Regions from separate parts of the Mus musculus genome. Here regions 1, 3 and 4 are each linked to region 2. The links are chromatin contacts, called in public Hi-C and HiChIP or PLAC-seq maps. All regions are on one chromosome and are shown on one strand. Each heading gives the region's core, a stretch centred on a gene start, on an enhancer-like site or on the middle of the called end of the contact. The rest is flanking DNA. Distances are from core to core; before and after follow the strand shown. Region 1 overlaps Efna5 (ephrin A5). Region 2 overlaps Efna5 (ephrin A5). Region 3 has its middle 140 kb from the start of Gm25800. Region 4 has its middle 100 kb from the start of Gm25800.

Evidence for each region. Hi-C and Micro-C count contacts between places; a contact is called where the count stands out from the background. HiChIP or PLAC-seq counts read pairs in DNA pulled down with a chosen protein or histone mark.
Region 1: a Hi-C map of epidermal suprabasal cells shows a contact between it and region 2, with 1.8 times the contacts expected there. The contact joins two enhancer-like sites. A contact is called at or near these places in 5 of 484 Hi-C or Micro-C datasets (epidermal suprabasal cells, granulosa cells, muscle stem cells and 2 more) and 1 of 115 datasets of contacts at active chromatin or transcription factors (heart atrium).
Region 3: a contact with region 2 is called in a Hi-C map of uterus, with 2.0 times the contacts expected there. The contact joins two enhancer-like sites. A contact is called at or near these places in 5 of 39 promoter capture datasets (the 3T3-L1 cell line, cranial neural crest, hippocampal neurons and 1 more), 6 of 484 Hi-C or Micro-C datasets (the C2C12 cell line, the N1E-115 cell line, adipose-derived mesenchymal stem cells and 3 more) and 1 of 9 other capture datasets (embryonic tail).
Region 4: a FOXA1 HiChIP or PLAC-seq map of pancreatic cancer cells shows a contact between it and region 2. The contact joins two enhancer-like sites. A contact is called at or near these places in 3 of 484 Hi-C or Micro-C datasets (cardiomyocytes, pancreatic cancer cells and ventricular fibroblasts) and 2 of 115 datasets of contacts at active chromatin or transcription factors (heart atrium and pancreatic cancer cells).

Annotation. Positions count from the first base shown.
Region 1 is chr17:62,632,513-62,638,451 of GRCm38.p6, forward strand. The region is part of intron 2 of Efna5 (ephrin A5); the gene reads right to left. Among named protein-coding and RNA genes, the nearest start is that of Gm52303, 140 kb to the right of the region's middle. Within about 2 kb of position 2,684, at least 4 of the 459 cell types and tissues checked have an H3K27ac peak or open chromatin away from gene starts, as enhancers often do. A contact at or near this core is called in epidermal suprabasal cells, where this site is marked.
Region 2 is chr17:62,782,110-62,788,329 of GRCm38.p6, forward strand. All of the region lies in intron 1 of Efna5 (ephrin A5), which reads right to left. Gm52303 (a long non-coding RNA gene) reads left to right here. Exons shown (of 2, transcript XR_003952355.1): 1 at 1-2,233. It overlaps Gm46583 (a long non-coding RNA gene), which reads right to left. Exons shown (of 2, transcript XR_001782160.2): 2 at 1-6,220. Among named protein-coding and RNA genes, the nearest start is that of Gm46583, 5.4 kb to the right of the region's middle. Within about 2 kb of position 2,617, at least 144 of the 459 cell types and tissues checked have an H3K27ac peak or open chromatin away from gene starts, as enhancers often do. A contact at or near this core is called in epidermal suprabasal cells, pancreatic cancer cells and uterus, where this site is marked.
Region 3 is chr17:62,594,678-62,600,698 of GRCm38.p6, forward strand. No RefSeq gene overlaps it. Among named protein-coding and RNA genes, the nearest start is that of Gm25800, 140 kb to the left of the region's middle. Within about 2 kb of position 4,309, at least 21 of the 459 cell types and tissues checked have an H3K27ac peak or open chromatin away from gene starts, as enhancers often do. A contact at or near this core is called in uterus, where this site is marked.
Region 4 is chr17:62,554,682-62,560,796 of GRCm38.p6, forward strand. No RefSeq gene overlaps it. Among named protein-coding and RNA genes, the nearest start is that of Gm25800, 100 kb to the left of the region's middle. Within about 2 kb of position 2,785, at least 14 of the 459 cell types and tissues checked have an H3K27ac peak or open chromatin away from gene starts, as enhancers often do. A contact at or near this core is called in pancreatic cancer cells, where this site is marked.

The DNA of each region.
Region 1 (5,939 bases), core at 1,434-3,933, 150 kb before region 2:
CAGAGACACAGCCTCAATTAAGACATTAGTCCTGAAGGAAAATGGGAGGCATATTACAACCATCCACTTTATGACTCTATTTCTAGAAAGCGCAGGGGTGAAAAGTGGGAGCTGTCTATGATACTAATTTGAAATACTAATGAAATCACAGAACTCTTATTTCTTATAAGTAGCTACCAGCGCCCACTGTCTACACAGTATAAAATATATCTACACCTGTGTAACTTCAGCCAAGGCCAGAGTGGCAAACAGAAAACAACACACACATATTACTGCTACCACTTAACTTCCATAAACACACTACACCACAAACAACAAAAGCATCACCACCAAACAACACAGACTCATTGCTACCAGCTATGACAATAAGTGATCCACATTGCCACCAAGAGCAAACACATACACACCAGCATAGCACACCACAAAACACACATATCACCATAATACCACCACGCAAAATAATGTGTATATGCTGCTAGCACCAAACAACACATACACATTGAAACATTAGCACAACCACCCCACACAACACACATGGACCATACCACAAAACAACACACACACACACACGACTGTATTGAAAAACAATACATAAACCACTATTATAACACCATAAATGACACACTACATCACTACTACAAAACACATATATATCATCACCACCATACCACACCACAAAATAATACACACATGTGCCACCACAATGAAACATCATACACACATTGCCATCATATCATCATGAAACAACACACGCACATTACTATTATATTGCCACAAAACACACAACACTACACTATTGTACCATAGCATATGTACCGCCACACCCCACTACAGAAATTACAGTTGTAAACAATGCCACAGCACCACTGCAATTACCTACAGTACATCCTCATCACATTACATTGCCACATGAACAAACTACAAATTACTACCACCATCCTCGTATTAAGGAATAAGTTTATAATCTTTTTTTTTTAAATCCAATTCTTGGGTACCGAGGAGAATTTTACCTTTCCTTCAAAGAAATGTTCTTCTAGCCTCTTACAGTTGCTTAAAACAGACAACTCCTTTGGCTTCTAGTAAGTACTCTGGTTCTGAAAAGCACATGTAAACCACCTTTTAAGAAATAAAAGCATTGCCCAAAAGGCTCTGGGACTATTAACAACAATCCCATTTTTGTAAACGGAGCAGCCACTCTGGCATTTGTCTTCTGTAAAGTCATAATTGTCCCATGTCATACTTGTTTAAAAACCATGCAGACCTCTAAACATCCCCTCAAAGAGAGAAAACCAATGCTACATCCTCTATGCTCTGCTGCAGTTAGAAAGTTTCCTTGGAGTGGAAAACCGAATTTAAAAGTATTTATCAACATCAGGACTTTGTTGTCATTGATGTCTGCTAGACCAAACTTTTGCAAGCAAGACTCTTCTTGCCCAAGTTTTGGGAGGCTTGGGAGGTGCTGCATTTCTTGGATTCTTGATGGGCACAGTTCTCCCCATCCTTTGCCATCTTTTCTTCCTTTCCTTACACCACTGCATTTCCAGCAAAGGGAGAGCATGTGCAGTCTGAACACTCAGCACCTTAACTTTTCAAGAGTGAGAGACGGAGTTTGAAATTATCATCCAGTCTTCTTTCAACTGAAGAGCATAGCTCAAGGTGCTAAGTTCCCTGCCAGGTTTGAGTGTAAGACACTGGGCATTTCTGTGTGGGAACGTTTGACTAAAGTCTTCAGCAACCTGGATGGATTTGCAAATGGTATCATGTAGATGAAAGCGTCTTTACCATGAGTGTCACCATATTCAACCTCAGACCTGAACTCACAGAGACAAGATGACGCCGGTTATTCCTGTCTGGATTATCAGTGACTAAGATGAGGGAAGCTCTACACATCCACACCCTAGAGTAACTTCCGAAGATGTCAAGGTTGAGTGAACCTTTGAGATCCTGCACCCAGAACCCAGGCGCCTAACAACTGCCTTTCTTATATTCCACAGATGCCAATTAAAGGACCTTAGAAACAAAAGGCTTTTCTTTCTTTGTCTCAGAGTCTTTGTTCATTTCATGCCACCTCTATCAAAGGAAGGAAAAGCAATTAAATGGGAGAGAAATCCTAACTGAAGCATGCATACCAGTATCATTAATGGGTTGACCTCAGTTAATCCTGGAAAGGTATTAGGCAAATACAAGAGTACTGTGTAAAGAATATTACCGTGTGACAAATGAGAACCCTAAAGGAGTTGATGCCCTGCTTCAGATGCACTCAAGTAACTTAAATAGATTTTTCTCAGAGGTTCTGAACCACTGCACTTGGCGTTTTACAGTAGAGTTCATTGGTGAAGTGCACACTCGCTTTGGTCATTAATTGTTTCAGTCCATTTGGCACCATTACCTATTTTACTTAGGGTAAAATACAAACCATCAAAAACAAAACAAAACAACCACAACACAAACCAAAACACCCACCACCACCACCACCACCAACAACAAAACAAAACCAAACAAAAAAGCCTGTTGAAAAACTGTCTCTGCCGTATTCCATGAATTCTTGGGGCTGACAATCATGGTGCTCTTTATTCTTGCCAAAGGACAGGCATAGATGCCAATCAAACCCATCCTCCCATGACCCTGATTCCTGAGTGCAACCACTCAGGAATGTGGAAATACTGCAGTTAAGAAAAGCACATGACTATGACTTGATGAGACATGCCACGTTCTAGATCCCCAGACTTTAATCCTCCCCATCCAGTGAGATCAGGTTAACAGAAGCAAGTTCTTTCTAGAGTAATGGGGAGGTTGTGGACGTTGCTGGAACTGATAAAAACTGTTTCCATGCAGAGGAACTTAATTAGTGGACATAGCACTGGTGGATACTGCCCTTTGCAAATGGCAGAGACACCAGGAAACATTCACAATGACTACAAGGGCCAAATAGTTGGCAATTACTTCAGGAAGCAGCCTCAAAATTAAAACAGTATCAAACTTAAGTTGGATGGGTAATAATAAGCCAGGAAAGTAGAAGAAAAATTGGCCAACATGTGTTATATGTACATACGAAATTTTCACAATAAAACCTATTTTATATAATATACTCTAGTAAAACTAACCATGGCAAGCTAATGAGAGATTGCCTGTGAAATAATGCATGCAACGCGTATGCATCTCCTAAACACAGGCATTTTTTTTTTCCTTCTGACAAGTCTTGCTGAAACTTAAACAACTTGGGTTGGGTGATACCAACCTTGGGAGACTTATTGATTAGCCAGTTTCTGATGGTGATAGAAAGAAATATCATCCCATATGTCTCTACTGCATAATTTTATCAGTGAAGTGACAAACCATGCTTTTTAGTGGTGCCTTGAACTGAAGTGGAATGTACAGTAAAATATGGATTTCCTCAAACGAATCGCCAAAAGCATTAATCTTTATCTAAGGACCCAGAGTAACAGTTTGTTCTGAGTAGCAGGTGGGGGATGGAGAGAAAATGTCTTCCAGAAAGCACTTTGGCAGTCAATCTGGCTGATAATAAAGCCTGATGAAACATCTGTGATTAATATTAATTTTAATTCTCTCTTTAATGGATAATTGTGAAAAAGATAATTTATCCCATTTCATTTAGATTACAGCTGAGTTTCTCAATTTAGGGAAAAAGAATATTTCTCTATGGTTTTTCAGGTATGAGACACTCTATGAGAGAAAAATCAGTGCGCAAATCCTGCCAACGGTAAAGTAATTTTCTAGTTAGACCTTGAAAATATTTTGTACGCATTCATCTGACCACTCCAGACTTGGATTTGAACCAAGCGATGCTTCTCTGAGTGAGCCGAATGATATTTCTACATCTTTACCACTGTAGAAAAATAAATGAAGCCAGTGAACTGAATTAATGCCTTTTGAACTGAATTAATACATTTCGGTCACATTTGATACTATAAAAATTGTGAGAAAAATGTACTTGTGTGTAAATGACAGTGAGCTATTTCTGACGACTACTGTATTTCAAACTGGTTGATGATAGGAACTATTTCTGACATACGCAAATGTATAATTTAAAGTACCCATAAAGATTTGTCATGGAAGTAACCATTAATTTTGATAGAACTAAGAAAGTAACTAATTGCCTCTCGGATATCAATATTAAGAATACCATTTATTAAACTAGCACTTCGGGTGGCTCATTTATAGATGGGTACCTTCAGGCCAAGGTTGAGATGTATTGCCCAGTTAAACATACCTAAGTGAGGTGCACCCCAGGCCCACGTGTCTCCATTGTGAAATTTTTTTTTCTCAACACAAAGTCTTTTTTAAAGGGAGATGAGACAATAGACTTATTTTCTAGGAATCAGAGCATATTATTGGGGTTTTAAAATGACTGCTGTCTAACCCGATTTATGAGTGGTAAATGGTGATTAAATACACATCCTTGTTGACCTTTAATCATAACCAAATCATCACTCCATTTAGATACAGGCTCTGACATCAGGCAGAGGAAAACAAGCGATCAAGCCCCAAAGGTCACGAACAACAGGCGTTGGCTTCTTCATGCGCCTCTGACAACCTTGGGTTGTATGACGGATGCCAGGCTCAGTGACTTTCCTTTCCTCTCTCTACAGAAATAGCTTTGCCTTCCACATTTGTTAACCCGAAATGAATGCTGCACACCCGCTAGCTTCCTGCTTCTGGTCTCCATGTTTCTGGTTTTTATCCTTGTCTAAGCAGCTTATTACTATGTAAAAGGAGTTGATTTTATAATAACATTTTAAAAATTGTATATATATATATATATGTATATATATACACATATACACACATACATGTACATATACATATACATGTGTGTATACATATACATGTACATATATGTGTGTATGTGTATATATGTACATATATATACATATACATGTACATATACATATACATGCGTGTGTATATATGTGTGTGTGTATATATATATTCATGTACATATACTTATACATGTGTGTGTGTGTGTGTATGTAAAGGTATCACAGGGTTGACCTCGGTCTCCTTTGCCCCAGCTAAGTTGAAGGAGAATCTCTCTCTGAGGAAATAAAGACAGCTTGGTTGGTAAGACAGTAAGAAAGATGGCTTACCACCACGAGAATGATAGCTCTCAGCATCTCAGCCTACCTCAGTTTGGCTTAGTCTTCTGTAGCCAGAATTCCCTTAGCTATGGTAACACTCAGAAGAGAAAATTTCATCTTTTTGCAAGATTGAAGCCACCACTTACGTGACCTGTTCACTCCCTGGAATCCCCCAGTGCCTGTTTCAGACACAAGTCTCTAATTTTCAGGCAGCATCGCCCCGGGTTAGGAAAAGGAACTGGGGAGGATGTTCAAATGGGTCTCTACACTGTAGGTCCACAAACTGGAGTAAATCAGACAATCTGGAAGGATGTTCCGAGACTCTGCAACCTTCCCCCTTGGTTCCCAAGGTAGGCTAGCACACTAAGGACGGCCCTCGGAACTGAAGACCACCATGACTCTCAAGTCAGCGCTGTTTTCTCTTTTTAGGAACAGCGCTGATTTTATGAGACGTTTTACTTTCAACGCTTTAGTCGCTTTTATGAAATCTGTATTCCTCACACTGGACTCTGAGCACCTGGGGACAAAGGCTGTGCACAGACACTTACAGTGTATGCCACACAGGCCTGCAGAGAAAACACAGCTTGCTAAGCACAAGACAATCTGCTTCAACAAGAGAAGAGTGACCTTCTACACCCCAGTAGATCTTTTACAAATAGGATGCATAGTAAAAGACAGCCCTAAGTTGAGTTTAATAAGTGGATTTATAGAATTTTGAATGTTAAGTATTTCAGGAAATAGCTTCCATAAATCTTCTCAAAGGGACGCTAATAATAAACATATCATCCCGAATGGTCAGAATTCTGCTTTTTAATTAAACCAATAATCCCGCAAACTTTA
Region 2 (6,220 bases), core at 1,367-3,866:
GGGGAGAGAAACTCTTCCTGTATTTTTGAGAAGACCCAAAACTGAAGGACCTCTAATTTCTAGTAATTATCCTGGTACCTTACAGCCCATGATTACAGATATAACCATGCCCTGAGCTGCCCTCCAGTTTGTTCTAAACTCAGTGCTTGTAATTAGTCTTGATTAATACTCCACATTTCATATCAACAGAAACAGTGAATCCAAAAGACCCTGTGTTTTCCTGCCTCATGGAGTCCCGCTGCTGTACATGTTCTGTGCCTTCATCAAGGGAACCTGCTGAGCAAATGGGATCGGACAAAGCCTTGGCACCCACCTGGCCTAACTATTCCCGGGGAAGCAGCAAGGCCTTTCCTGTAACCATCTTAATCCCTTATATCAACTAATTAATACACAGAGAAAGCTTTTACTTGTGTGTGAGCAATTATACCAAGTTCCTGGTCAGTGTCCAAATGGATTCACAATATAACTCATGAACAATGAGGCTTAGGGAAAGACATCATCTAAAGATGACTTCTAAAATGAAGAAGAGCTTGAGAAGCAGGCATTAAATGACTCTGTTAGTAGCAGGGTGCCGGGACAGAAAATAAATGCCATTCTTTTTTTTTTTTTTTTTTAGTAAACTAATTCTGAGGCCTTATTTTGCACATGTGTGACTACCTTAACCAGGCCATTTACATGAGCAAACTAGAACCAACAGATAAAGGAGTTGTGACTCTCTCTTTAGATAGCTGAAATGGTTAAAGACTTGCAAGGGGCTGAAAAGCAAGAAAACGTCATGTCCTCAAATAACTGCCAACTACTAAACATCTGAACAAACTCACTGCGCACAGACTCCTGAAAGCTACCCGAGACTCAATGAGTTCACCTTGCTGCCTCGGCGCTAAGTACCTGCTCTCAAGGTCCTTGTGTTCTTTCCCTTTTAGAATGTGTAACAGGAAGCAGTGATTTGCGAATCACGGCTGCCTGAGGACTAGCTGAAAACTGGAGCCAGCCTCAGAGGATGGGGAGCAGAGGAGGGCTCAGAGCCTGAAGCAGAGTACAGCATCCCCTGCTGCAGGTTCTGCCCTCCACCTCACCTCAGCCAGAGTGGCAGTCGTTCTAGTGTCAGGGCAGCTCGTCCTCCAGCAGAGCAGAGGGCACAGGATCCTAGTGGCTCGGGCAGTCGAGAAAAGGCTCTCCCGATAAAGCATTAGATTGTGGTAACAGGCCCTGGTGTGCACTGGGAACTCTTCCTGTGCAGACGTCTGGCTGTCTGGCTGGGTGGGAGGACTTTATCCAATAAAGGTCCAGCACCAAGTTCATGGAAGCCAAGCTTTTAAGAAACAAAATGCTTCCTCTAGTCACCACCCTGATAGACTGTCATCTACCACACATTCACACTCATGTATTTGTGTGTGTGCGTGCTGTTTAGACTGTCAGAATTACTGTACTGAGTCACCCTTAGGAATCAGACACTGTCCTCCCAGCTAGAAGAATCGCCCACCCCTGGAATTTTCAGGATCTTTTCCCACCTTTCCCAGTGTATACCCACTGGCAGGAACCAAAGAGCTATCACCCTGACAAGAGAAAACAAGCTGTGGGCCACTCTAAGGAAACAGGTTTTTCCTTCCCTCGTAGAGACATTCTTTCTTGGTGAGCTCATGTAAAACAGCAAAATGCTCAGTGAACATACTTGGTCCCATTCCCTGCAGGTGACTGTGCCCTTCAGCTTGACCTGTGATATAGAAAGAGAGAAAAAAAACCACTCTCCAGTTTCTAAGTAAAAGGTGACCATTTGGCAGCTAAGGTGATGGAAGCTGGAAACAGTGATGTGGAAGAACTTGTCAGACAGGTGTGGCCCGGGAGCTGGGAACACAAAGCAAAATGTTTCTGGGGGCCAATCTTGAGCCAAATTAATTTAAAAGGACAGGATAGCGACTGTGTGATGTTTGTGCTATGTTGGTATTGGGGGAAGAAAAAAAAAAAAAAAACTGTTCTTATCTGGCAAGGGCGCCCCCTGCTGGCCGCCACTCTGAACTCCGCCTCTTGGTCTCTCTCCAGAGAAGGCAGAATTGCTTGCACAGCACAGAGAATCCGGCAGGGTTAGATGGGCGAGTCCCTCGCAAAGCACACAAAAAGAGCAAAAGGTGCGGGTCACCGCCCCAACCACAATCTACCTCCGTCACGGTTCTCTGCAGTCAGATAAATTACAAGGCGGCTGGAAAGAATGACTACGCTGATTACTGCTTTGCAGGTGAGACGTTGGAAAGCCAGGGAGGAAAGAGGCCATTTTATGGGGCCCAGCCGCAGAAAGGATTCCTAAATTACACTCACATGTTTATAGCGCTTGACTATGGGACTAAATCTCCACTATCCTTCTAATGGCTCCGGTTTATTGTGACATTCTTAATAGTAATTACTTAAGGTCCCAAGCACATGACACAGCAGCCTAGGATTAAAACCCATTCGAACAGTAGACAGAACACCTTGCCAGCGAGTGACCTAAAATCAGCCTTGTGTTCCCACGCCATCCCCCACTTACCCCCTATTTCTTTGCGAGCTACTAGGTGCACAGACATTTTTTCATGAGCTGCTCTTCCAGTGTCTCCGCTTTCCCCTCTCACCTATTTTGTCCTATGTTTGGCCTCTTACAAAACCCTGCTAATGTTTCACAATATTGGCACACTACCCCCCCCCGTCGTCTCCCCCCCCCCAAAAAAAATTCCAGCAAAACACTTTGGGCAGAAAACACTTTGTAATCTGGGGCTCGTGTTTAAACTCGCTGTCGTCCATTGGAACTAGTTACTCAAGGAAAATTGCCACGGCGCTCAGCTGGTTCAGACTACCACAAAGAAAACCTGTTTGTGGAGGCACACGGGTCTCTGCACTCCTGACAGAAACGTCATACTTGAGCGTCTTTAGCTCGGAGTTATATGCCCTTAGTCTCCGAGAGTTCACCAGCTCAGGCTGAACTTGGCTTCCCCCTGGGACCTCAATCTCATGTCTGTTCCCAGCTCTCGACTTCAAACACGGGGGACAGGGATGCAAGGCATCTAGGCGTGAGCAGAGAAATATAATAGACAAAACAAACATGCTTCATCCCCTTTGGGTCACTGGGTCTGGTTTTCATTTTCTAGTTTACATACGAAACCAAGGGGTAAGAAGAAACGCCCATGGAATACAGGACCGGGGGTGGGGGGGGTGGGGGGGGGATCCCTTATTTCTGAATTTTAAAGACACTGCCATACATCGAAACGGGTTGTTTGCTCTTTATTGGATCCAGTTTGCTGAAATTTTTAGTTTTCAGTTCTTTGTGTTTCTTCTGCAAGTGGAAGACTACCCAAATGAAACAGTTTATAGTTATCCTTGTATGTGCTAGTTCGAAGAACGCTTGCTGACCGTCAGGTGTGTTTTTGTCCCCATGTCCGATGTGGGACAATATTTAATTCAAGAGTGTATTTTATTCACCTCTTGCCTTAGCTGGTCCTGTAGGCAGGCATCCCCAGGAATAGCTTGATGAGGGAAATGTTTACCTACCAAAAGCTGTGAGAATGACAATGTGGGCTGATTTTTATTTATAAGAGGGGGGAACTGAGCAATTTTACAATGAACCCGATCAATCTGTACCCGTTTGGGGAATAATTCTTCTCTGAATAGAGTTATCAAGACACCTGTAGTTTACCTGACCCTGTGTCTACAGGAAGCCAGAGGTTCTCATAATTATGTTCAAATGCAAAGAACTTTTACTGGTTACCACTTAGACAGTAGATGACCCCCATAAGACTTGGGATGACTTCAGTTGCTCCACGTGTCCAAAGGCTCCAAACTGCACATCCATGTTCACACATGCATTCTCTAGGAAAGCCAGAATCAGCCTCTCTTTATTTCAAATGTGGGGTAAGTACAGTGGCTATCAGCTGGACAAGCCGTGGAGAAGGTTATTCACCTCTGCAAACATCACAACAGTAAGCCATGTGCTAGCACAAGGGAAGTCCGCCATCTCTCAGGAAGCCAACCTTGTTCTGGTTTTTTTTTTTTTAAGCTACACTGTGTTACAATACTCTCATATTGTAACAATACTTAGAAACTATGTCAGCAAGAGGAGAGAGAGAGAGAGAGAGAGAGAGAGAGAGAGAGAGTATCAATAAATAAGCTCTGTCTGATACCCCTCAGATTAAACTCAATATGCCATTAATATGAAAAGAATTTGACAGTTTACATAAGGGATGTGACCTGGTGCCAACAACCTCTGGCTTCTTCATTCTCCAGATGGTAGCAGATTAGCAGGCAGCCTTTATTCTCCTAAGAAGATTTCCCCCCATGGAAAAGCTATAAAGACCAATTCTGTTCCAAACTTCAAGTCTCCTTCACAAATGTCTACCCAATTCTAGGCCTTAACTAATGCCTATTAAAAGAAGCCCTTGGGCTCAACGTTATGCAGTGTGGGGGGAAAACACTAAAGGCAAACTTAACTCTAATGCCTGCCTTTAAAAGATCTATTGACAGAAGCAGTAGGGAGAGTTTGAACTGATGTTAACTTAAAGAAAAAAAGCTGGTGAGATTCAATTGTGGATGTGAATGCTCGAGTGAGTTTGATCTTGACGGGGGCTTAAGATAAGGAGGATAAAAACCTAAGCCTACTTACACATTAAAAAATGCAGTCACACTACATTCACTACACACACCGCTCGCAATTTGTTTTATGCCCATCATCACTGAGGGCGTTGAAGGGCACCCTGTATCCCGGGGTACAAAGCCACAGCAGAGGGCAATTACTCCGCTAACATGAAGAACCATTTCCTGACATCACACAATGTCCCCCTTTACACTCGATCTTCCAGTGTAATGCAAAATAATATAATTGAACTTTTCTTTAGTTTTCTTCTGAAGGAAGAAACATAACAGGTGGATAATCAAAGAGATCTGAGAGATGAAAACCAGTTCTTAACATGAAGGAAAAAATAAAACATTCTTCCCATATCACACAGGACGGAATCTTTGAATAATTAGGGAAATAGCATATTGATAAACAGACTGACCCAAGCAGGTTAAGTGGATACCCTCCCTGATGCTTGGATTCCTCTGTGGCCACGGGGATACAGGGTATCCGCATGAAGGACCTCCTCTCTAAGAACCACGGGAACCCATTAAAAACATTGTTGCAGCACCAATTAGTACAGGGCTGCTTAGATATTCTTTGTTACTTCTTAATATGTCTACCAAACTCTTCACAGATGAAAATGGAAAATGGGGAGGCTTTGTCTGGAATTTCTTCTATTTTTTTCTTTGCTGACAAGATAGTCTGGACAGCTGATAATCCTGAAAGCTACAAAATAAACTACTGCAGAAACACCATGCACAGTAAAAACAAATCGGGCAGAATAAGGTCCCTCTTTCCAAGAAGTCTGCATCCATCCTCCCAGGAAATGAAAACTTTAGAAACTACTGCAGATACTAAGAGGGAAGAGATTACAGGTCCTTCTATCTGTTTAACAGAACGGGTTTCCATTAGCTTCTAAAATCACTTAGGTAAGAGAACATTAACATTTGCCAACAGCAAATATACTTTGAGGTCCCCAGAAATAAAAGTTTTTGTGGAAACCACAAAGGCCATAAAAAGGAGGGGAGAGGATTTATTTAATTTATTTTCTGCACACCACTTCATTTCCTAAAGGAGGAAATGCTGGACAAACAGTAATTTAATGGTCGTATAAAACACTCACCCAAGGATGCCATTAATGGTGACAGCCCAGATCTCATCTAGGCAAAGCACACAGTTCTCTAAACACATTGGCAGAGTTCAAAACTGAGTTCTTCCAAATGGCTATTTTCTTGTCTTGTAGTCTCACTACTGTGTACTCACAGAAATATCTCTTCCATTACCATTATCATAATTACTTTAAGCAAAAACACAAAAACAAAAACAAAAACAAAAAGTTACATGTGAAGGGACTGTACTCCAACCCAATAGCTGGGACCATCATGGCAATCAGATAACGAGTTTCAGAAACAGCTTAAGGAAATGAGCTAATAACATGACTGCCCACAAGCAGATTATCCCTGATTGCCACAAAGAACGCTATTAGGGGGCACCCTGTTTTCAAGTGATCATTTTTCCAGTCTGTTACAGAAAGGTTAATCTGCAGCCCTATTCGTAAAAATCAATTCTGAAACATGCTAAATAGAAAACAATTACATCTAAAAATTCCATCATCAGGAGCCACGTTGACATTTCTTTTCA
Region 3 (6,021 bases), core at 3,059-5,558, 190 kb before region 2:
CTGAAGGAGCTGAAGGGGTTTGCAGCCCCAAAGGAGGAACAGCTATATCAACCAACCAGAACCCCCCCTCCCCCCAGAGCTCCCAGGGACTAAACCACCAACCAAAGAGTACACATGGAGTGACTCATGGCTCCAACTGCATATGTAACAGAGGATGACCTTGTTGGGCATCAACGGGAGGAAAGACCCTTGGTCCTGTGGAGGCTCCATGCCCCAGCATAGGGGGAGGCTAGGGTGCTGAGATGGGAGTGGATGGGTGGGCAGGGAAGCTCTTTCATGGAAGCAGCGGGGAAGATTTTGAGGAGGGGAAACAGGGAAAGGGGATAACATTTGAAATGTAAATAAATAAAATAACCAATAAAAAGTAGCCCCAGTGCTTAGCATCAGTGATAGAGTGTTGCAGGTGCTTCATCACTTAGGGGCACTTGTCTTCCTTCCCCCTGTGGGTAGCTTTGGGTAAAGTGAAATTGACTGAAGGTTACATGCCCTTTAATGCCATTTACTTAGCAATAGGAAGATTCTGGGTTCTAAGACATCCATGGTAGGTTTCAATTTCTTTTTTTTTTTTTTTTTAATTTTTCTTCTTCATTAGTTTGTTTATTTATTCACATTACATCTTTTTAAAATATTTTTATCATTACGTATTTTCCTCAATTACATTTAGAATGCTATCCCAAAAGTCCCCCATACCCTCCCCCCTCACTTCCCTACCCACCCATTCCCATTTTTTGGCCCTGGCATTCCCCTGTACTGGGGCATATAAAGTTTGCGTGTCCAATGGGCCTCTATTTCCAGTGATGGCCAACTAGGCCATCTTTTGATACATATGCAGCTAGAGTCAAGAGCTCCAGGGTACTGGTTAGTTCATAATGTTGTTGCACGTACAGGGTTGCAGATCTCTTTAGCTCCTTGGATACTTTTCTCTAGCTCCTCCATTGGGGGCCCTGTGCTCCATCCAATAGCTGACTGTGAGCATCCACTTCTGTGTTTGCTAGGCCCCGGCCTAGTCTCACAAGAGACAGCTATATCAGGGTCCTTTCAGCAAAATCTTGCTAGTGTATGCAATGGTGTCATCGTTTGGAGGCTAATTATGGGATGGATCCCTGGATATGGCAGTCTCTAGATGGTCCATCCTTTTGTCTCAGCTCCAAACTTTGTCTCTGTAACTCCTTCCATGGGTGATTGTTTCCAATTCTAAGAAGGGGCAGGTTTCAACTTCCCATTCCCCTTTCTAGATTTTTCTTTTCATTAAAACAACAACAAAATAAAACAAAACAAAACAAACAAACAAACAAACAAAAACTAAAGCGTTATATTGTAAAGTAAGCAGTCCATGTTGATATGATATGGAAGGGAAACTTCATTTTAAGATGAGAAACTGCCATGACTTGTGACCTACCTCTCCCATTCTCTCTAATTGTTCTGGAGTTGCTTTCTATAGCTTCCATAGGAACAAGCTACTTAGAAAAAAAAGATGAATTTGCATTCTGTTTTTCAGAGAGATTCATGTTTGTTTTATATGAAAGGTTAGAGTCTTTCCATTAAGCTCCTCTTCCTAACCTATGCACTTCTCAAGGTCTGGAGCCTGCATCACAGATACTGAGAAGGAGAGAGGTAGCAACAGGCACAGGTGTCATCCCCTGCTCCCCTCTCAGCAACCACGGGCACACTGCATGACTATGCTTCAGTCTCTTACATGCACTTTTGCAATGGAATTAGTTTCCTGCAAATAACTAGAGCACCAAGATTCTAGAACCACCACAGACATGATTCTAAAAGCACAGACAGGAAGTACCAAGTACAAAATTGTGCTGGACAAAGACCTATCACTGCATGATCTGCCACAAATCTGGTCCTGCTCTACGTTGCTGCCCTGTACATGATCAGGGCAGAGTATACTAGACAGAAGCCTAGAAAACACCAACACTGCAATGATTAAACCTCAACTTTTGCTTTTTGTAAGTCTCCCAGTAAAAGATGTGCATTAGCCAGGTGTGGTAGCAGATGTCTTTAATCCCAGCCCTTAGGAGGCAGAGGCAGGTGGACCTCTGTGAGTTAGATGCCATGCTGATCTACAGAGAAAGAGTTCCAGGACAGCTGGGGCTGCTTTACAGAGGAATCCTATCAAATAAATAAATAAACAAATATTAAAAAAAACCAGAAATTAATGAATGAATGGATGAATGAATGAATACAAAGGAGAGGAGGAGAAGAAAAGAGATGAGAGGGGAGGGGAGGGGAGGGGAGGGGAGGGGAGGGGAGGGGAGGGGAGGGGAGGGAAGAGAAGAGAAGAGAAGAGAAGAGAAGAGAAGAGAAGAGAAGAGAAGAGAAGAGAAGAGAAGAGAAGAGAAGAGAAGAGAAGAGAAAGAAGGGGAGGGAAGGAGAGGGGAGTGGGAGGGGAGGAGAAAGGGAGGGGCAGAGCAGAGTAGAGCAATTCCTTCAGGCAATTCTTTTACTTATTTATTTATTTATTTTTATTGCTTGGGACACCGCTTCCAGAAGAAACTTCCATAAGTTTGCCTGCTGTGTAGCTAACAAGCTGTGTTTATGTCACTTACCTTTGCTTTCTTCTTGTGTGTCTTCTATTTCTTCCTATCATCTTAGAAGGGTTTGGCCAACAGCGGGAGAACCCACTTTCTTCCTCCCTCTACCTGGTACTGTCAGAATTGGGCCAGGGTAGTATGGTATGTGTGTCTGTTTTGAATAGCCCAGTAACAGAGGCTGATGTTCTCAGTCCACAGAGTGGGTAATAAGTCTCGTGAGCAGGATCGATGATAAAAGGAAGAGAGAGGGAGGGGGAAGCTAGTCTAAGAGATGAGGACAGTCAAACAATCCAGCTGAAACCAATTCAGCTTACTAATGAGTGCACTTGCTAGTGTGATTTCTTGAGACTCTCCTGATAGTTCACCTCTCAAGTCAAGTTAAAAAAAAAAAAAAGATTCCATGCCAGTTACAAGGGGCAGAACTGTCACTTACCCGGGAGATTAAATTGCTTTGTTGAATACTGACAGGGACTAGGGAAGGGCTGAAACCACAGAGAATGCTGCTCACTCTAACTCATGGTAACCAAGAGTGAACCAAAGGTGCGCAAGTTATACCAACTCCAAGTCCACACTAACAGAACCCTGGAAAGGGAATTTAAGGAATTCCTGAAACCAAGAATCATGTTGGGTCATTTCTGCAGAATCTTTGTGTACAGACTAGTTAGACTTTTGAAGGTATGGGCTCTAGTCCTTCAGTCTCAGAGTCACACACTCTCGTGCTGAGCCAGCTACACCAGTCAAAAGAGGTTAATTGTAATAATGGCTGTACCTGGCCTTGGAACATTGGGTCACTCTCCGGGTAGGAAATAAGCATAATTGAAGGAAAGACACCAAGGGTCCCTAATGCCAAGTGATGCTTCTGCCAGAGCAGATGGTGTCCCTGTGCAGCTGAGCTCTGGGAAGTCTCTACGGTGTGGTGCGATATGTGAATATTGCCATGGTTGGCTGGTCATCCCCCTACCCTTTTTTGCCCCTATGCCTTTTAGATGCTATCAGACTGATTTCAAATATGCCTAGCATGATCCTCAGTGCCCTTTCAAATGCCACACTGCTTAGGACAAACAGTGCCCTGAAGAAAGCTGCAGTGAATACATAAAACTAGAGAAAGTAAAAAAGGCCAAGTGTGTGTATGTGGATGAAGGGGGACTGGGGTGGGGGAGGAGGTGGTGGGGGTGGGGGGAGGGGCGGCACCTGAAACAACTCACAATACAGATTACAGTTGATTTTCCTCACTGTCAGGTACGGCACCTACGGATTCAACCAACCACTGTTTGAAAACGCATCTGTACTAACAGTGTAGGTAGGTTTTTTGCTTGTCATTATTCCCAAACAGCCCCAGAACTAGTTACAGAGCACTTACCCTGTTAGGTATTGTAAGGAGGATAGATATGAATTATGGTATGCAGAGATATGTCTGTGGTTTGGTTTTTTTTTAATAAACACTACAATATTTTATATCAAGCACTTGGGCATCCATAGGTGTTGATTTCCACAAGCTTCCTGAATTCTGTCTAGATACCTAGGATTAATTCACCTTTTCCCCAAGTTCTAGAGATAAGTTTGAATATGTCCAAAAGGCATGCAATGACTTGAGAAATTAGAGAAGAAAGTTAAATTGAAGAGTAAACTTTTATGGTAAACCCAGTGACTCACAAATAAGTATTTGGGAAGCTGCCCAGTTCCTTTCTCCTGATTGCAGGGCTTTGGAAACTTCCTTTAAAAGGGGGATAAACATGTCATTTGTTTTTCCTTCAGCCCTGGTTTTTAAGTTCTTAGGAATGGGGAGTAACATACTGGGGCCCCTGCCCAAATCCTACTGGAACTTGCCTCTCCTCCTTTCCTGGAATACCTGGGTAATGCAGCTTGCTGGGCTCTGTTCTTGTAGGGACAATCCCCCTTCCCAGTTAATTCTTCCGAGCCTGCTGGAAAGAGCCATTGGTTTATATTTTATTCTCCATGCCTTTGAGATCTCGGGATGAAATACTTTCTATAAACCACAAAGCCTATTACTATTTTAAGTACCTGCATCTTCCAGAAGGAACACGCTGGCTCCCTGCAGGAGAAATAAATGGAGTAGGCTTTCGGGCTGGCACACTGTCTTTAGTGAAAAATAAAGAAAAGACAGAGATTGTCCTGTTCTCTCCACTGTAGAAAACGTGTCTCAGGCTCGTCAAGCAGAACACGTATTTCCAAGGAAGCACTTGTCACACTCCACCATACAAATTACGGGGCCTTTCCTGGGGGGGGGGGGGGGAGCGCAGGGGTATGGACAGGATCAAAAACAAAACAAAACAAAACAAAACAAAAAGCGTAATGATAAAATTTACTTTCAGGGATGTGCTTGGGACTGAACGTGTTCTTTCTCTTGTTTTAGGGGTTTGTTTCATGGCTGTGAAGGAAAGAAAACTACTTTGGCTACTTACATTTCAAAACATACGTGCAGTTTGAGAGAGCACCTGGTACTTGTGAAGAAAACAGCAGGCGAAAAATATTTGGTTCTATTTTCCCATTGTCATCTCTCTTTGAGTTGTCTTTTCCCCCCATCCCTCCCTTTGTGTCCCTGTCAGGATTGACAAGCATCCGTGTGTTACCGAGTGACATGAAGTTCTTGCTTCAATAATCATGGTAAAAATCCAGGGTATTTCAAAGCACATTATTGACTCAGAGAACCACCCACTAGATTGGAGTCTCCTGATTAACATTGATTGACAGCATCCTTGAGGTGCTGGGTTTCAAGCCAAATGGGTCAGGTCTGCCCATGTCCCTCCCTCCTGTGGCTCTGACACTGGGATCTTTTTTTTCCCCATAGCTACTATGATATGGGTTGCAGTTAAAGTTTCTCGTGTTGATGATAGAGAAAAACCTCCTGTTCAAGTAAAGACAGACATACAGACAAATAAGTGAATAAATACCCATAGCAAATAACAAGAGAAGAAACTAGTGGGGTTTATTTGCTCTTCTTCCCACCTCTTCCTTTCTATTCATCTGCTGTCAGCACCAGTACTGATGGTGCTGTGGTTGGCAGCCATAAGGCAGAGCTCACAACAGGCTTAGAACGAACAGTGGTGGTGGGGTTATATAAGCAATTAGATCGTGCCTCTATCTTAGCAAGTGCAGAGACCATTGAACAGAGTGTGGCAATTCGGGATGGAAAGAACGAACAGTTCATCATGTTGGGACAAGCTAAATGAACAGGAGGCCACTATCCCTACTTCTTCTCCTCAGTCCTAAGGGTTGACTCCAGAAATCCCACAGGAAAGGGTAAAAAAAAAAAAAGCACTCTGCTTGGGAACAGGAAGGAGATGGTAGTCCTACCTGGAAATACCATTTACACGGTGAGCCCAATGACTGGGTAGTAAGCTCTTCTCAAGTGTGGCTTGATAGATCACCTCTAACTAAACCTTTGGTGATAGATACCCTTGACTGTTTTCCTGTGCAAGGCAATTCCCGGTCTCTTCTTCTTCTTCTTTTAATCTTA
Region 4 (6,115 bases), core at 1,535-4,034, 230 kb before region 2:
GAGGACGATCACTTAGTCTAGCATTATTATTTCAAAAATTACTTACAGCTCGTTACTCTGGCAGGAAATCAGTAGAAGTCGTCATTGTTTACGTCCTGCCGCTAGAACACTACACACAGGAGCTATTTCCTGAGTGGGTATTCAATGAGAAAAGACAGGTATTCAATCACCCTGACCCCAGAAAACGTAAGTGAAAAATGCAAAGTTGTGTAAGAGGGAGTCATGATGGATATGCAATTAGTATTGAGCATCTACACCTTGAGTGGGACCCTGTCTATTCACTGCCAGAAAGATTCCATCAATTTGCTTATTCGCATAAGACAACAATTTTCTCAAAGTATAAAATAATTATAAGCAGTTTACTTAGTTACCTGTGAGTATAATGTCTTCGTATATATACTCCTGAAAATATAATGGGGTTGTTTCTCAAGAAGCATACTCTAAGCTGAAAATATCATCAATTTAAAAATATAAATCTAACGTATCCCGTGTATCAAACACCGTATCTTGGCAACACAGTTAATGTGTAGAGTAACAGCTGTTTGTCCTGGTGGTCCTTGTGATCGAGTAGAAGTAATGGCTGCTGCTACCTTCCAGTGTCAGAGAATAACAGACTAAATGTTGCTAAGTTGAAGAAAGACCAAAAGTCATAATTTGATGCCTGATCTCTAATGTGTATCCATTGCTTGTGTATGATTCTACAATTGAAAAATTGTTAAGTCAAACCATCTCAAGTCAGAAAATGGCTATATTTATTATATATAGCCATGCTCCATAACAACAAAATGTTTACTAACAGTCTGCTAATGGTTTGATAGATTAAAGGAAGTGGCAACAGGAAACCTCCTCTGACTTGTTACATGCATGAGTTCTTTCATCCACTTCATTGGATGACGGAAGGAATGGCCTCGGAGCAGAAGAACATGGTATTAAAGTGTCCAATTTTACGGAGAAAGTAAAATCAAAGCATGTTCAGACTCTGGATTCAAGCTCTTACCTAAATTGCTTATTATGGTAATTATGAGAGTATACCCGAGCTACACTTCTGGATGGTTCCTCCTGTATTTTGCTCTTGGGTTGGTACTTTACCACCCCCCCCCCCGAAACCAGTACAGTTCAGAGACAGGAGATGAGAGACAGATTGCTATGTGATGGTACCCAAGGATAGGACAGTTGTGTTTGCCTATCTGTCCTTCCCACCAGGAATCTTCCACTTTATATTTGTTCTATTCTGAAGTTGTGCCTGAGGATAAGACACCATGAGAAACAGATGCACTGCTTACATGACCGTATATCTTAACTCAGCAATGGTCCTTTCTTTACACAGTGACCTAATATTTATTTACCTGGCAGATCAAATGTCATGTTTGCTGGCAGATATCATGAATCCAGGGGATATAGTACTAGTCAAGTCAATTCTCATAGAGACGGTGGGAGAAGGAAGAGGAAGGGATGGGTCCACCTGAAGATGGAAGGCCAAGGGTGAGCCCTTCTCAGGAGTCAGATATTTCAAGACAGGCCAAGGGAAAGGTGCCAGGTAGTTCAGCTAACTTAAGACTCGAGGGAGCCCGTATTGTTCCTCTCTGCCAGATAATAAAGGAAGAAAACATAAAACATTAAAAGGTATGTTATCTGTGAAATGCAACAGTCTGGGGGTGGGGTGTCGGCAAGAGATGGAAATATAATGGCTAAGAAGGTCAGGGTCACATCACCTCCATTTTCATCCTCACATAGCAATCTTAGGACTGTAATAACTAATTACTCTGAGGTTGGTGGATAGAACAACAGAAATCGATCTTCCCCCAACCAGGTGTCTGAAAGCCCCAAGTGGAGAAGCCGGTGCGTGGATGGTGTCCCGAGAGTACTGGAGAGAACTAATTGCTTCCATGATTTCCACATCAGTGATACCAGGGACCATGGGTGGTTATTGGCTTTCAGACAAACAAGGCCAGTGATTCCTCTGCTATGTATCTGTTTCTTTGTCTATCTTTTTATCACGACTTGGATTAAGGATCATCCCAATCAAGTCTGGCATAATCCCGACTTTTAGAAACATATATCTGTAATTAAAAGATAATTATTCCACTCCTCTTCCCGTTTCTCCTTCCAACTCCCCCAGTGTTCCCTGTCTTTCTCCTCTCCACGTCTCCCCACTCTCCAGCTCAAATTGATGCCAAATTGTTACATATACATGCATATATTATATACACGTGTAAATATACAAACCCAGCCTGCCGAGTCTGTTTTTCTTGCCCATGATTTCTGGAGCTGACAACTTTGTATCAGATAAACATTTAGAGGCAGCATCTTAACTCAACACATTTTTTTTTAATACATCCTAATCATACATAAGGTCAAATCTACAGATACTGAGGGTCAGGATGTTAACAAAAACGTTTACAAGAAGAGAATGCACCATAGGCCTTTATCTGACCCGCAAGGAACTTAATGTATTCTTAGAGATCACTATACCCAGGGCCTTCTCCCAATTCGAACAGGATCACTCATCAGAGTGGACATTTGGCTCAAGTAGGTAAATTAGGAAAACCCGACAGCTGTGATTATGAAACCAAATAGCTCCTTGATATTTCAGACCGCATCCTTATTACGCTCAGACAATATTCCTATTGCATTCTTCCATTTGGAGCTTTTCCAGCATCAGCATTCCCATAAAGTTTTCAGAGTTTCGCCCTTGGTAATGATCCAGCACTTGAGCACAACAGTAAGACTTTGGCCTGGAGACACAAAGGCTCCCTGTTAGGGTGGGGCGTGGCACCTCGGGAACACAGAAGGAAGCAATGAGCTAATCCCTGTGACAAAGGAAGCTGACCATCCAATCAAAGAGGGTCTTAAAAGACAGGAGTCCTTGTGTTTATGAGGTAGCTTTAGAGAGGTTCTGAACAGATCACAGCCTGGATAGTAACTAGATAGGTTTAAGGTGTAAATGTAGTTTCTGCTTCACTATTTTGCCATCTCAGGGGGTTTTGCCTTGTTTTTTTCTTTTAACTCCATCCACACCCAAATTCCAGATAGTGCAAAGAAACTAATTAACAGGCCAGTCACTGAATAAATAAAACTTAAGTTAACCATGGCATCTACTGAAAATGGGCCAATGTTAATGATCCTACACACCCATGCAAAACACAGTGAGTTTGTCCACTGCCATAAGCTCTCGGGACGCCCAAGAGAGTGAGTGGACAGTTTAGAACAAGCGCAAATAAAATGGAGATGCAACTGACATCAGAATCACCAATTGACAATGCAGTGCCATCGCACAAATTAGAGAACCTGAAAAACCTTAGAGGTCTAAGGGAGACAAGTGAACTCTTGAACTCTTGAAAATCAGATTTTTTTAAAGATCTGAAGGAAGCCACATGCTAAATAATAATACTTTAGAAACACAAGCTAACCACCAGCTTCCACCTTCAGCAAGACTGACCTATATTACTTTCAATTTATAGACTCATCTAGCTAAGACCACTGAGAATTAAGCTTTGTGCTGCTTTCTCTGCCTGCATTGTCAAAAAGAATGAAGAAACCCTGAGTACCTACTCCATGTTTCACAGTGCTTTAAAATCTGGCCATTCAAAAATAATCAGGCAAAACTCTTATACAGATACCACGTTAGCAAAAAAAGATAGGGAAGCAGATTGAAGCTTACAGTCAGGGTATGAGACAATTTGGGAGGAAGTTGGCTTTTTCCCTTACTACATAATAAATATCTTAAAATAAGAACTTCCTTTTCCAGATAAGGTTCTTGTAGCCCAGGCTAGCCTCCAACTCACTACATAGCTGCTGCGGGGAACCTTGAGTTCCTGATGTTTCTGTCTCCACCTTCCAAGTGTTGGAATTTCAAGTGTGCAAGAGTGTATCACCACTCTAGGCTTTTTAATATGTTCGAAGACAGACCTTAGTATGTGCTGGCAAGCCCTCTACCAACTGACCTGTGTCTCCAACACCACAAACTACCTTAGCAGGCAACAGTTTCTTCTTGGTTTCACTGGCCTTTTATAGACACTACAGAAATAAATACAAAGATGTGATAATGTGCTCGGTAAATTATATGAGACGCCTAGAAATGTTCATTAGCACAAGGTCGGAAATCTCAAAACTTTATTATTATTATTATTTGCTGCTAATAAGAACAAATGTGGAAAGTTGAAAAAGTCATACAGCTGTGGACAGACAAGGAAAAACATAAGACAGACACCACAACCATACATCATACTTATGGGGAAGAGAGTGCATACTTGTAATCCCAGCACCAGGAAAGGAAGAGAGCCAGCCTCCTGCAAGTTCAAAACTATTTTGTTCTGCACTACAAATTTCAGGGGCTACATACCAAGACCCTGTCTTAAAAACAAACCTACTTAAGCCAAGCGGTGGTGGTGCACAGCTTTAATCCCAGCACTTGGGAGGCAGAGACAGTCGGATTTCTGAGTTCGAGGCCAGCCTGGTCTACAAAGCGAGTTCCAGGACAGCCAGGGCTACACAGAGAAACCCTGTCTCAAAAAACAACAAAAAACAAAAAAACAAACAAAAAAAACCAAAAAAAAACCAAAATAATAAAATGAGCAGGTCCCCATATGCACGTTGCACAGGGTGACCTATGGCAGTGGGGACTTCAGCCTAAGCATGCCCTGCTTTCTGTGCACAGCTTTTTGGACTCAGCGGATAGATACATCAGTGCTGAAACCAGTCCATGAGCATCCTCTCAGCTGGGCACTAGCAGAGAGCCCAACCCAGAACTTGTGATACAATAACAAATTCTGATATGTTCTATGTTCTGTAAGCTTTTTTTAAAATTTGTGATAAAGAATGCAGATGTTTTAGCTCTTTGATAAAAACCAAACCTTTTGAGGGAAAATAATCATTGCCCCCTTTGAAGTTTCTTCAACTATCTGAAGAAAGTCCTAAGGTTCCAGAATGCACTGCTAAAATCATCGTCCTTTTGTACCCAATTCATGGGTGTGGTTGCTTTCAGTGTCATATAAGTGATACAAAACGCAAAAAATAAAATTGACCATGGAGCCTGCCTCCATAATCTTTATAGCATAAAGTATGTGAGTTCACTAATATAGTGTATGTCTCCTTAATTTTTTTCACAGTAAGCAAATATATAAAATTTTAAAATAATGTTTCAAAGAAAGCACCAATTTTACAACTCTTATACATAAACAGTTTTATGTGATATTGACTTAGAAAATGCTGAAGCTACTTTACAATGCTAGGGAAGACTTATTTTCAAGAAACAGAAAATTGCTATAAATATTCCCAAGTTTACACTGTCATTACTGGATATAAGCAGTTCAAAATGTCTGTCCAAACTATCCTTAGCATGGCCTTTAGGGCCTGACGTCATGTCTGTCCTGAGCATGTCTCACTCAAGCTTCGGGAAAGTGGGAGCTAAGAAACTTCGATGACTTTGACAGTTGGCTGTTCTTCCCTCTCTCCTCTTGTCTCCTCTGTTCACACCCCGTGTTCCTTTCTCTGCATGTGTGTTTGTGTTTGCCAGTCAATATCACACCACTGGACACTCTCAGCGGGCTCAGCATGACCTGCAGTCTGGTTGCTCACCTGTCTTTGATCCTCTCGTTTCAGGTTCTCAAGTGAGACAAAGAACCAGCTCAGCTCAGCCTCTAGGCTGACTCAACCTTCGTCATGTCATGGAAGGAGACTGGCTGGGATGGATATCCCACGGACTCAGCCAGGTTTGTAGGACAACACGTTAACAGACATTGATGACAATGTAAGGGAACTTCTGCTAGCCACCGACAATCTATATAGCAAAAATAAAAATGGTAAGCAAGGTGAGTTGGGAGGCAGTCCTGTTCTCACTTTAACACTTTGAAGACATGGAGTTGAATACGCTGGGTTCCCTTTTCCACTTTTTTTTTCACAGTTTGTGATTAGTATTCATTCAATTGTGATTTATCAAAAATCCCAAATTTGCTTAGGAAAAACTTGAAAGATACTGGCTCACAGAACTGAATGAGACAGATGTGTTCTGGATTCAAACGAGGATTGATCCTGAGCCTGGAAATGTTTGTCTTTGCTTCGTCTTTATCCTTCTCAACTTGACAGCCTCAGTGTCCTCACCGTTTTACATGGCTGC